2 separate regions of the Mus musculus genome follow, and region 1 is linked to region 2. A link is a contact called in public capture Hi-C data. All regions are on one chromosome and are shown on one strand. The core of a region is the stretch at or near the end of the contact, and the rest is flanking DNA. Distances in the headings are between cores, read along the strand shown. Region 1 has its middle 18 kb from the start of Dyrk1a. Region 2 has its middle 36 kb from the start of 2410003I16Rik.

What was found. Capture Hi-C pulls out chosen DNA fragments and counts their contacts.
Region 1: a contact with region 2 is called in a capture Hi-C map of embryonic stem cells, with 2.5 times the contacts expected there. The contact joins two enhancer-like sites. A contact is called at or near these places in 2 of 115 datasets of contacts at active chromatin or transcription factors (acute myeloid leukemia and bone marrow-derived macrophages) and 1 of 9 other capture datasets (embryonic stem cells).

Annotation. Positions count from the first base shown.
Region 1 is chr16:94,549,900-94,554,584 of GRCm38.p6, forward strand. No RefSeq gene overlaps it. Among named protein-coding and RNA genes, the nearest start is that of Dyrk1a, 18 kb to the right of the region's middle. Within about 2 kb of position 2,177, at least 13 of the 459 cell types and tissues checked have an H3K27ac peak or open chromatin away from gene starts, as enhancers often do. A contact at or near this core is called in embryonic stem cells, where this site is marked.
Region 2 is chr16:93,972,327-93,977,274 of GRCm38.p6, forward strand. It overlaps a transcript of Cldn14 not described here. Among named protein-coding and RNA genes, the nearest start is that of 2410003I16Rik, 36 kb to the right of the region's middle. Within about 2 kb of position 1,420, at least 67 of the 459 cell types and tissues checked have an H3K27ac peak or open chromatin away from gene starts, as enhancers often do. A contact at or near this core is called in embryonic stem cells, where this site is marked.

The DNA of each region.
Region 1 (4,685 bases), core at 927-3,426, 580 kb after region 2:
GTCCCGTGGGAGTCATGGCTCCTGCACCTTACTGGACCCCACGCCTTGTCTGCTTCATCGGAACTGAGTCCTCACCCGGTACAGAGGATCCACTTCCTCTCTTACATTCTCTGGATACTTGCCTCTGTCCAGCGACCTGAGGTTACAACACAGTGTGCTTCACTGCTCTGGGCACTTGGTGGTGTTTTCATTTCATGCTTTTTTTTGGTGGATTGAACTATTTTTTAAAGCCTGGTTTCATTCATTCACTCATTCATTTATTTGGAAACAGAATATATCATTATGTAGTTCTGCCCGTGGTCCTCTTGGAGGACCACACTCTTCCGTTCTGTTCAGAGATAACCTTAAGCACACTCTTTCAGACCTTTCACTGTTCCCGCATTTCTTGCTATATATGTTTGTTTTTACAGTTATCATATTTATTCCCTAGATTTCTTTTTTTCCCTCCAGTCTGCTGGGTTGTTTTTTTTTTTTAAAGACCAATTTAACTTTATGTGTTTACCTGCACGCATGTTTGCGCACCGCACGCATGCGTGGAGCTCCCAAAGGCCAGAGGAGCGCATCGGAACCCCTAGAGCTGGAGTTGTGGATGGCTGTGAGCTGCTATGTGGCTGCTGGGAATCGAATCTGGGTCCACTACCCTAGCAGTGAGGGCTCTTAAGCGTAGAGTCACCTCTCCAGCCACAGTCTGTCCCGTTGTAGCTGAGGGAGTGAACACAGGCCCTGATATATTCTAAGTGGCTGTACTATCACTGAGCTGCACAGGTCTTGTCCATGAATATATTTCTTACATTTTTCTTGATGTAAGTTTTATTTTTGTTAAAGTTCAATTATACACAATAAGGTATACATGCTTTCAGAGCAAAACAATAGATTTATGTACAAAAATGTCTAATATTTATCACAGTATATGTATATATCATTTTTTAGACCTATCTTTCTGCCAATGTATCGTATTCTATATTTTATTCTTCATATAAGAAAATTATACGTTAGCTACTTTAAAGTTATTCTAAATTTGAATCATTTTTATTATCTATTTATCACCGTGTGTGCACATGTATGTCCATGCGTGGGTGTGCATGTGTCATGGTGTACATGTGCAGGTCGGACGATCTGTGGGAGTCGGTTCTCTTCTTCCACCACGCGGGACCTGGGGATTGAACTCAGCCCCTCAGGCTTGTACTTTCTGAGCCTTCTTGCTGCTTCTTGTTCAGAAGTACTATCTTTATATAACTATGGCAACGCATTATTCATTAACACAGTAAATATATATTATAATAAATCCTGTATACCAATCACACGTAGCATGTGAACATATAACTTAGTCATATCCACATGACATCAAGTCCCAGTGTAGGCATTTTCAGCCTGCTACTTTGTTTCGTTTGTTTGGTTTTGTTTTTTGAGACAGGGTCTAAGTTTGTAGTTTAGGATAACCTTGAACTCAAAAATCCTTGTGCCTCGGCCTTCTGAATTATAGTTGTTTTTCATTGTGGCAGTGGCTCTTTGTTTGTTTTGAAACAGGGTTTCTCTATGTAGCCCACAGGCTGTCCAGGAACTCAGAGACCTGGCTGCCTTTGCTCTGATGACTGGGATAAAGGTGTGACCCCCCCCCACACACACACACACACCCATCCCATCCCAGGTATTTTTATTTGTGGTTGGCTATATTGTGTTGCCTCTTAGAAAAAATATTTTGGGGGTCTGGGATATAGCTCTTTAAGCCAACGTCAACGTCAGTCAGTTAAATAGTATGGTCAAGACTACATAAGACCTTGTCTCAAAAAAGAAAAAAGAAAAGAAACTTGATTTCTATTGTCTGCCAGATATTACACACAGAACTAGAGGGCCTCCGGATGGCACCATTTTCTTCCACAGTAAGGCCTTTCTCCTTCCTCTGTGAGGTAAGGAGGGATCTCTGTTACAGGATATTTGATTATTGTACATAGAAAGCCCGATTGCTAACAAAATATAAAAGCTTAAATAGATGTCACAGGCAGTTAGGTGAGCCCAGTAGAGATGCAGTCTGGGTGTGTCCCTAAAAGCCTCCATAGATAAGAATGCTAAAGAATGGAAAGTCCCTGCATATTTTAAGACAAATTCCTGGGGAGGGGAGTCTTGTGGTCTTTGCTCTAGGACCCCAGACAAAGTCAGCTGGATGGCCTTGAGCCACCCCACTGTAAAGGTGAAATGGTTCTGCCCTGCTGACTTGGCTTGGAGCCCCCACCATGATGGTGACATGGTTCAGCCTGCCAAGTGGGGGAGGGGAGGAGCTAGAGATGTCTTTATAGCTATTGGACCTTTGAGAGCTCTCTCTTTTGGCTTGGAAGGAGCTCTGGGTATGTGTTAGGCATTTTCTCTCTGGGCTTGCAGGAACAACAGAGAAGCAGCTGGTAGGACACAGAATAGGATTCTAGGAGAGAGCTGAGGAGCCCTCTTGGGTTTGGAGGAGCTCAAGAGAAAGGTAGACTAGCTCAGTAGAATAACACAAATAGAAAGAGATTTCTAAAGAGCTATCAGGTTAGTTGTAGGATCACCCTTGTAAATAGATATTTTGTGTATAGTTAAGGAAATAAAGTTTCTGGGGCTGGAGAGATGGCTGAGCAAAGAGCTCTGGCTGCTCTTCCGAAGATCCTGAGTTCAATTCCTAGCAACCACATGGTGGCTCACAACCATCTGTAATTGGATCCGATGTCCTCTTCTGCTGTGTCAAGGACAATGTGGTAATATACATAAAATAAATAAATCAATCTTAAAAAAAAAAAAAAAGAAACAAGCCGGGCATGGTGGCGCACACCTTTAATCCCAGCACTCAGGAGGCAGAGGCAGGCAGATTTCTGAGTTCGAGGCCAGCCTGGTCTACAAAGTGAGCTCCAGGACAGCCAGGGCTATACAGAGAAACCCTGTCTCAAAAAAAAAAAAAAAAAAAAGAAAGAAAGAAAGAAAGAAAGAAAGAAAGAGAGAGAGAGAGAAAGAAAGAAAGAAAATAAAGAAAAATAAAGTTTCCTAGATTAGCGCTGGGCAGTGGTGGTGCACGCCTTTAATCCCAGCACTTGGGAGATAGAGGCAGGTGGGTTTCTGAGTTTGCGGCCAGCCTGGTTTACAGAGTGGGTTCCAGGACAGCCAGGGCTATACAGAGAAACCCTGTCTCGAAAAAAAAAAAGTTTCCTAGATAAGCTATTAGGATTTTACCTCAGTTTATGCCTCCCATGTCTTTATTGGTATATCAGGTAATTTAAATGGTTAAACATTACAGACAGATCTTTCCCTCGTTGCCCAGTTTGAAGAGAACTGAGTGATAAATCTCAGATGTAGTATCTTTTCTTACTGAGTACTAGGTAATCTCAGATGGTGGTGGGACCTGCTCATTAGAAGCAATTACTCATAGGCATGGAGGGCCATCAGGGTTTGATCTTTTCACTTGGCCTCCTCCCAAGAAGAGGGGCAGAGCAGTGCACAGGCACTAGTGTGCTTGTATCCACCAGTTAGTTAGATCAGGCTACCTCCCTGCTGGAACATGTGCATTTGGCTAATGTGGCCACAGCAGTGTGGCAGAGCCAACTTCCTTATCTGGAGTCAACCCTCTGTGCAGTCCTTCCCTAAGAGTTGTAATGCCCAGACAAATATCCAACGAGGATCTAATTGTTGGTTCTCTATACATCTTCAACACCAAGGGTTGCTAAGCAACCTGTGAGCCAAATCTTAGGTCTTTTCCCCACTCGAAAGAAAGACCTTGTTGAGGTTGGAGAGAGGGCTCAGCGGTTAAGAGCACTGACTGCTCTTCCAGAGGTCCTGAGTTCAGTTCCCAGCAACCACATGGTGGCCAACAACCATCTGTAACGAGATCAGATGACCTCTTCTGGTGAGTCTGAAAACAGCATATATAAATCTTTTAAGAAAATAACTTGTTGGGGGCCAGAGGTGTAGGTTAGTTGGTAGAGAGGCCGTATCAGGGATGATCATATAACCTAACCAAGAAATGGCAAGCTCTGGGCTCAGAGAGAGAGACCCTAGCCTATGGGGATAAGACAGTGTGGTTGAACTGCATACCTTGGAGTTCTGGGAGGTGTCAGCAAGGATGGATCAGCCCCATAACTTCAGGATGGAGACAGAGGTACTCTCCTGAGGTACCGGCTCCAGCAGTCCTTGTATACCAAGCTGCCATCATGATGATATTGGCTGAGGCAGAAAGAACTACCTGCTATTCAGAATACTGATGGGCCTCACTTACAGCCTGTCAGGTCCTGTAGTGGGAATGTCCTTGCTTTCTGGTGTAGGTTTGGACACATGACTTGCTTCATCCCAAGGAATGTGGATCACTTGAAAGCAGAAACATCAGTCCACCCTTCCTTCCACTTGTTGATTGGCACATCTCAGATGAAGGCGGCAGCTTCTGTGAACTGTTAGAATAAAGGAACACATGCCAAAGAAACAAACAGCCTGTGACACACATGCACAGTGGAGGAGAGGGAAGGCGTCATTGTGATAAGCCACTGACACTTAGTGACAACTGATAAATATTAGGTTCTCTGTGATTTATCTCTCATTCCAAGTACCGTACTCACTTACTCCTGAGGCTGAAAGTTAGCTATGTGGGAGAAGGCAACTTAGATGCTTTAACTTGTCAGTTGGTTACCAAAAAGAAAAAAAAAAAAAACAAACACAACCTCTCCCTTCAACTC
Region 2 (4,948 bases), core at 170-2,669:
ATATCACACACCACACCATATATACATACATAAACATCATATATACACACATATCATATACACACATCACACACACTATACATATATGCACATTACATACACATCACACATCTCATACACACACACACACACACACACACACACACACACACACACCTCTTCCCACCTTGAGATGAGGTAAAACTGAGCTAACATGGCTGAAAGTGGGCTCTGAAAAGCAGAAGGTCACCCAGCTCTGTCACCTCCTTCCTCATGTTTTTCTAAGTTTTGGGTCAGTTCCTATAATGGGTAGCAGCATGGGATGCTGAGGGCTATCCACTTTTTACTAGGTGAGGAAACTGAATTACCCAATTACTGAATTTCCCACACCTGCAGCCAGGGTCCTCTGTCAGCTAGGTTTTCATTTGGGGACCCAGAGAGTGACACTCGAGATCTTAGGAGTCCTGTAAGCTCTTGGCTCCCCTAAGCCCGGGTTTCCATTTACCAGAGAGCTGGCAGGGATGCCATGCAGGAATCAGGAGGCTCACCCTGCACCTTCACCAGGTCCTCAGTCTGCTCTTGCCTAGCCTTTCCTAAGGTGGACATTTCTGGGGACAGTCTCTGCATCAGAGACCCAAGTCTGAGCTGACAGGGACCCCCACCCTGTGAACGGAGCCTCTCGGACGTCTCCAACTCTCCCACAGCGTGGATTCTGGGTGTCCTTGACGTTTTTCCTCTGCGATCCCCCTGTTACACACACCCCCCCGAGGGTCTCCAGAGGGAAACCTCTCTTGGGCTAAACAGTGAATTTGAGGCTAAGGAGAATTCAAACTTTCCTGCTCCGGCCACAGGCAGGCAGTCCCTCCCTAAAGCAAACCACACTCTCGCAAGCCCACTGAGCCTAAAAGAGATGTCTCCGTGTTTTACTCTATGTGTACTTCAGCATGAATCTTACTCCTTCCTTGAGGCAGGACTGCAAATCAACTTTATATGGGCTGGGACAGCTGGGAGAGATAGGCAGAGATCTGATTGATAAACGGTGACAGGAGCCCAACTGTAAGGACCAGCCAGAGCAGCGATTAGCCCAGTAGGTTTACTAATCACTGAAAGGAACGCAGTTACAAACCCACAATGCCCTGGCCACTTCGGTGGGTGCCAGTTGCCTTTGCTTGCTAAAGGGACTGTAAATACAGGTCGGCGCCGTGGTGTTTGTGGGTAGACACAGAACGGCTTGCAGGGCTCTTGGTAATTGAAAACTATTGGGTCTTCAGCTCTGGACCAGAGCAGGGGACTCTGGTGGGGGTGGGGGCGGGGGCTGGGATAGGGGCATTACAGACAGAAACCCACAGAGAGAGATAGAGGAAGGGGGAGAAGAGGGAGGCTGGAAGGGGCCGGGGAGGGAGAGAAGGGGGTATGGGTAGAGGAAGGGGAGGGGCTGTGGGCGGAGAGAGGAAGGGGAGGAGTTTCTTTGTTCCTCCACTTAAGTCAGTGGTGTCCTCATGAGTTCTAGCAAGAGTGCTTTTGTTTGTGGATTTTTTGTTGTTGTTTGTTTGTTTTCGAAACAGGGTTTCTTTGTGCAGTCCTGGCTGTCCTGGAACTCCCTCTGTAGACCAGGCTGGCCTCGAACTCAGAAATCTGCCTGCCTCCACCTCACAAGTGCTGGGATTAAAGGTGTGTGTTACCACTGCCCGGCTGCAGGAGTGTTTTTAAAGAGTTTTGGAATCTCAGGTGTGAGCGAGCCGCAGTAAGGGTCTGAGTTGGGTTTGGTTTGGTCTTTTGGGGGGTTACTAGTTAAAGACCATCCTTCACATACATCATCAGGCGTGTGTCCAGACACTGGAGTCCATCCTTGCAACGTTTTTTGAAGACAAGGACTCCCCTCGCCCCTGCAGAAGATCACAGACGACCATCAAAGGACCTCCCAGTATCTCAGTGCTCAGCAAAAGGAGTTTGCTCTCTCTGGATCGGCATCTTGTGCGTCCACTTCCTCAGGTGCCTGAGCTCTGAGGATCTGAACGGTTGAAGACTCATTTCTTCCTTATTGAAATACTTGGCAGGGGGGAGGGTGTCCCTTTCCACAGCCCCTAGTATAACTTCTATGTCAAAAGGAAGTTCCATATTAAAGTCCAGGACTCTGTGGTACGTTTTAACTGAAATAAGCTGATAACGACCCCCCCCCCCACCGCCATACACACACTCTGATGTGTTTATAAAAAGATAAAGAGAGAAGGATGTGTGGTGAGGTATGGGAGAAGGGATGCCTCGGTGGGCCCATGCTGAGGCATCCCTTCTCCCGGAGGGACCAGCCACACGATTGTATAGTGTAGAATAGTTTATTCAGGGCATGGGGAAGGAAGTTAAGAGGGTAGTAGAAGCAGAAAGAGAGAGAGAGAGAGAGAGAGAGAGAGAGAGAGAGAGAGAGAGAGAGAGAGGAAGAAGAAGGAGGAGGAGGAGGGGGAGGGGGAGAGAGGAGAGGTGGCCGGCCATGAGCACGTGGAGAGAGAGCGGGAAGAGAATGGGGAGAGAGGAGGGAAGGGAAAAAGCAAGGGAGCAAGAGAGAAACAAGAGAGGGCAAGAGAGCAAGGAGCGGGCAAGCAGCCCCTTTCATAGTAGGTCAGGCCTACCTGGCTGTTGCTGTGGGGCGGAGCATACCTGGCTGTTGCCAAGTAACTGTGGGGTGGAGCTTAGACAGAATGCTAACACACAGCCACCTAGTTAAAATGCTCATGATCTGGAATCTGTAGTGTTAAAAACCAGGATTAGGATTGCTTGTGCTGAAACAGCCCCGGAGGCCCACTGAGGCTGGGTGAGGGGCATGCCTGTTTTGGAACATGGACCTCATCAAGAAAGGATGGTCTTCCCACGTGGTCTTCAGACCCTCCGTAAGCATGAGTCGAGTCAGTGGGCTGATCCCACGCAGGGTCCTCTGGACAGCTTCGTCCAGGAAACAGATTGCAGCCTGGGACTTTGTAACACTTCCGAGGTCGTGGACTCTCAGACTACTCTGGTTCATTCTGGGATTGAAGCGGATCTTAGGGAGCCTGCATGAGGCAGGACGTCACCTCTGCACTCTGCTGAGCTACTTTTCCTGAACAGCGCGCCGAATACTCAGTGCCATTTAAGGAAATCGATTCCGTGGTCCCGTTCCAGAGACTGATTCAACAAGTGCAGATTCTAGGCACCAGGGCAATTGCCCATATAATTTCCTCCAGGGCTTATAGCTGTGGGCTTAAATTATTTATTATTTAGTGTATATGGGTATTTTTGCCTGCAGATGTGTTTGTGTACATGCGCATGCAGTGCCTGCGGAAGCCAGAAGAGGGCGTTGAATCTTCCTGGGACAGTAGTTACAGGCTGTTGTGCGCTGCCGCGTGGTGCCAAGGATTGAATTCTGGTCCTTTGCAGATACAGCGCATGCTCCTAACCTGCGAGTCTTTGCTCTGGCCCCTTGTTTATTTATCGTCATAAGTCATGGTGCTTCTAAGTAAATACATTCTGTCTTGAGGCTGACTGGAGGAATCTCCGGTTCAAATCCATCCTGAGCAGAAAGGTTCACAGCACATCCTGTTCACTTCCAGTCACTGGCTTTGCCGCCCTCTGCCTCTGTTGGAGCCTCACTCAGCACAGGCATGATCTCTGCTGTGAAAATCCAAAGATTGTGCAAACGTGGACCTTTTAATCCAAAATTCAGACACACAAGAATAGCAATTGAGGGCAATGAACCGCCATACGTGTTGCAGGATATTTGATCATACTATGAACCCTGAGACTGAAAAAAGCTGTTTACTGAAAAAAAATCTGTTGTTAGTTGTGGTGTGGCTCAGCCCTTAGCACACACCTTTAATCCATCTGGCTGGAAAACAGGCACACACTTAATACACATCTTTAATCCCAAACAATGAAGGTAAAGTTAGTTTGTAGAAGGAAGCACCTGTGTTTGAAAGTGATGTCTAATTGAGTGGCAGACAAAGTGACGAATCAGAGAAAGATTTGACAGAATAGAATCTGCACAACTCTCAGAGAGGAAAGGGAAGCTACTTAAGAGATCAGTGCAGAGGAAGGAGGTGGTTTTACCAGGACGGTTTTACAGAGATAGGTTGAGGAGAGAACAAGGTAGACAAAGGTAAAGAAAGAATGAGCCAGAGAATGAGAAGGAGCGGGAAGATTAGAACAGATTGACAGTTAGTTTGAGGCCAGGCAGAGCAAAAACTCAGAGGCTGAGAGAGAAGCTGGATTGAGTCAGTTATCCTGAAGAGGAGTTTTTTGCCAGACAGCTGATTTGAACCAGCTAACTAGAGTTCAGAAAGAACTAGAAAGGGTGAGCTTATTCTGCAGTAAGTCTCAGAAGCTGAGAACATTTTAATCCTAGATTAGATTGTCTGTAGGCAAGAAGCTTCCAGAACTAGGCCTAGGTTAGCAGAGGGAGGCAGTAAGCCTCAGAGACGACAATTCCATCAGGAGAATAAAAGTTACATTTGTACATAGATCCATCATGAGCTTCCAATAAGTTTCAACTTTTGTAACCATTTTACACCACAGTGGAATCTGGAGTATTTGTAAGCAGCCAAAGCCTTTTTACTAGGGAGACGCTGAAGGTATTTAAATAACGGCCCTAAGTCAGATATTCTCCTCTGAAGAAGACAGATGTCTCCATCACCTTTGCACCCAAGATATTGGGCATTATCTGGAGTCATTTTTTATTGCTCCAACTGAGTGATGATAGTGTCACTAGTGGCCTCTAGTGGTCAGAGTTAGGGACACAGGATGACCCTCACAACAAGGAAGGGTCAAGCTCCCTATAACCCATGGTGCTGGGGCTGCACACTGGATGGAAATGAATGCTTTGTAAATATTCCTAAGGAAATGACTTTCAAACAGTGGTTCTCAACCTGTGGGTCGCGACCCCACAGGGTCTCATATCAGAGATGGGATTTACATTTCAAGTCTCAACAGTAACAAAATTACAGTT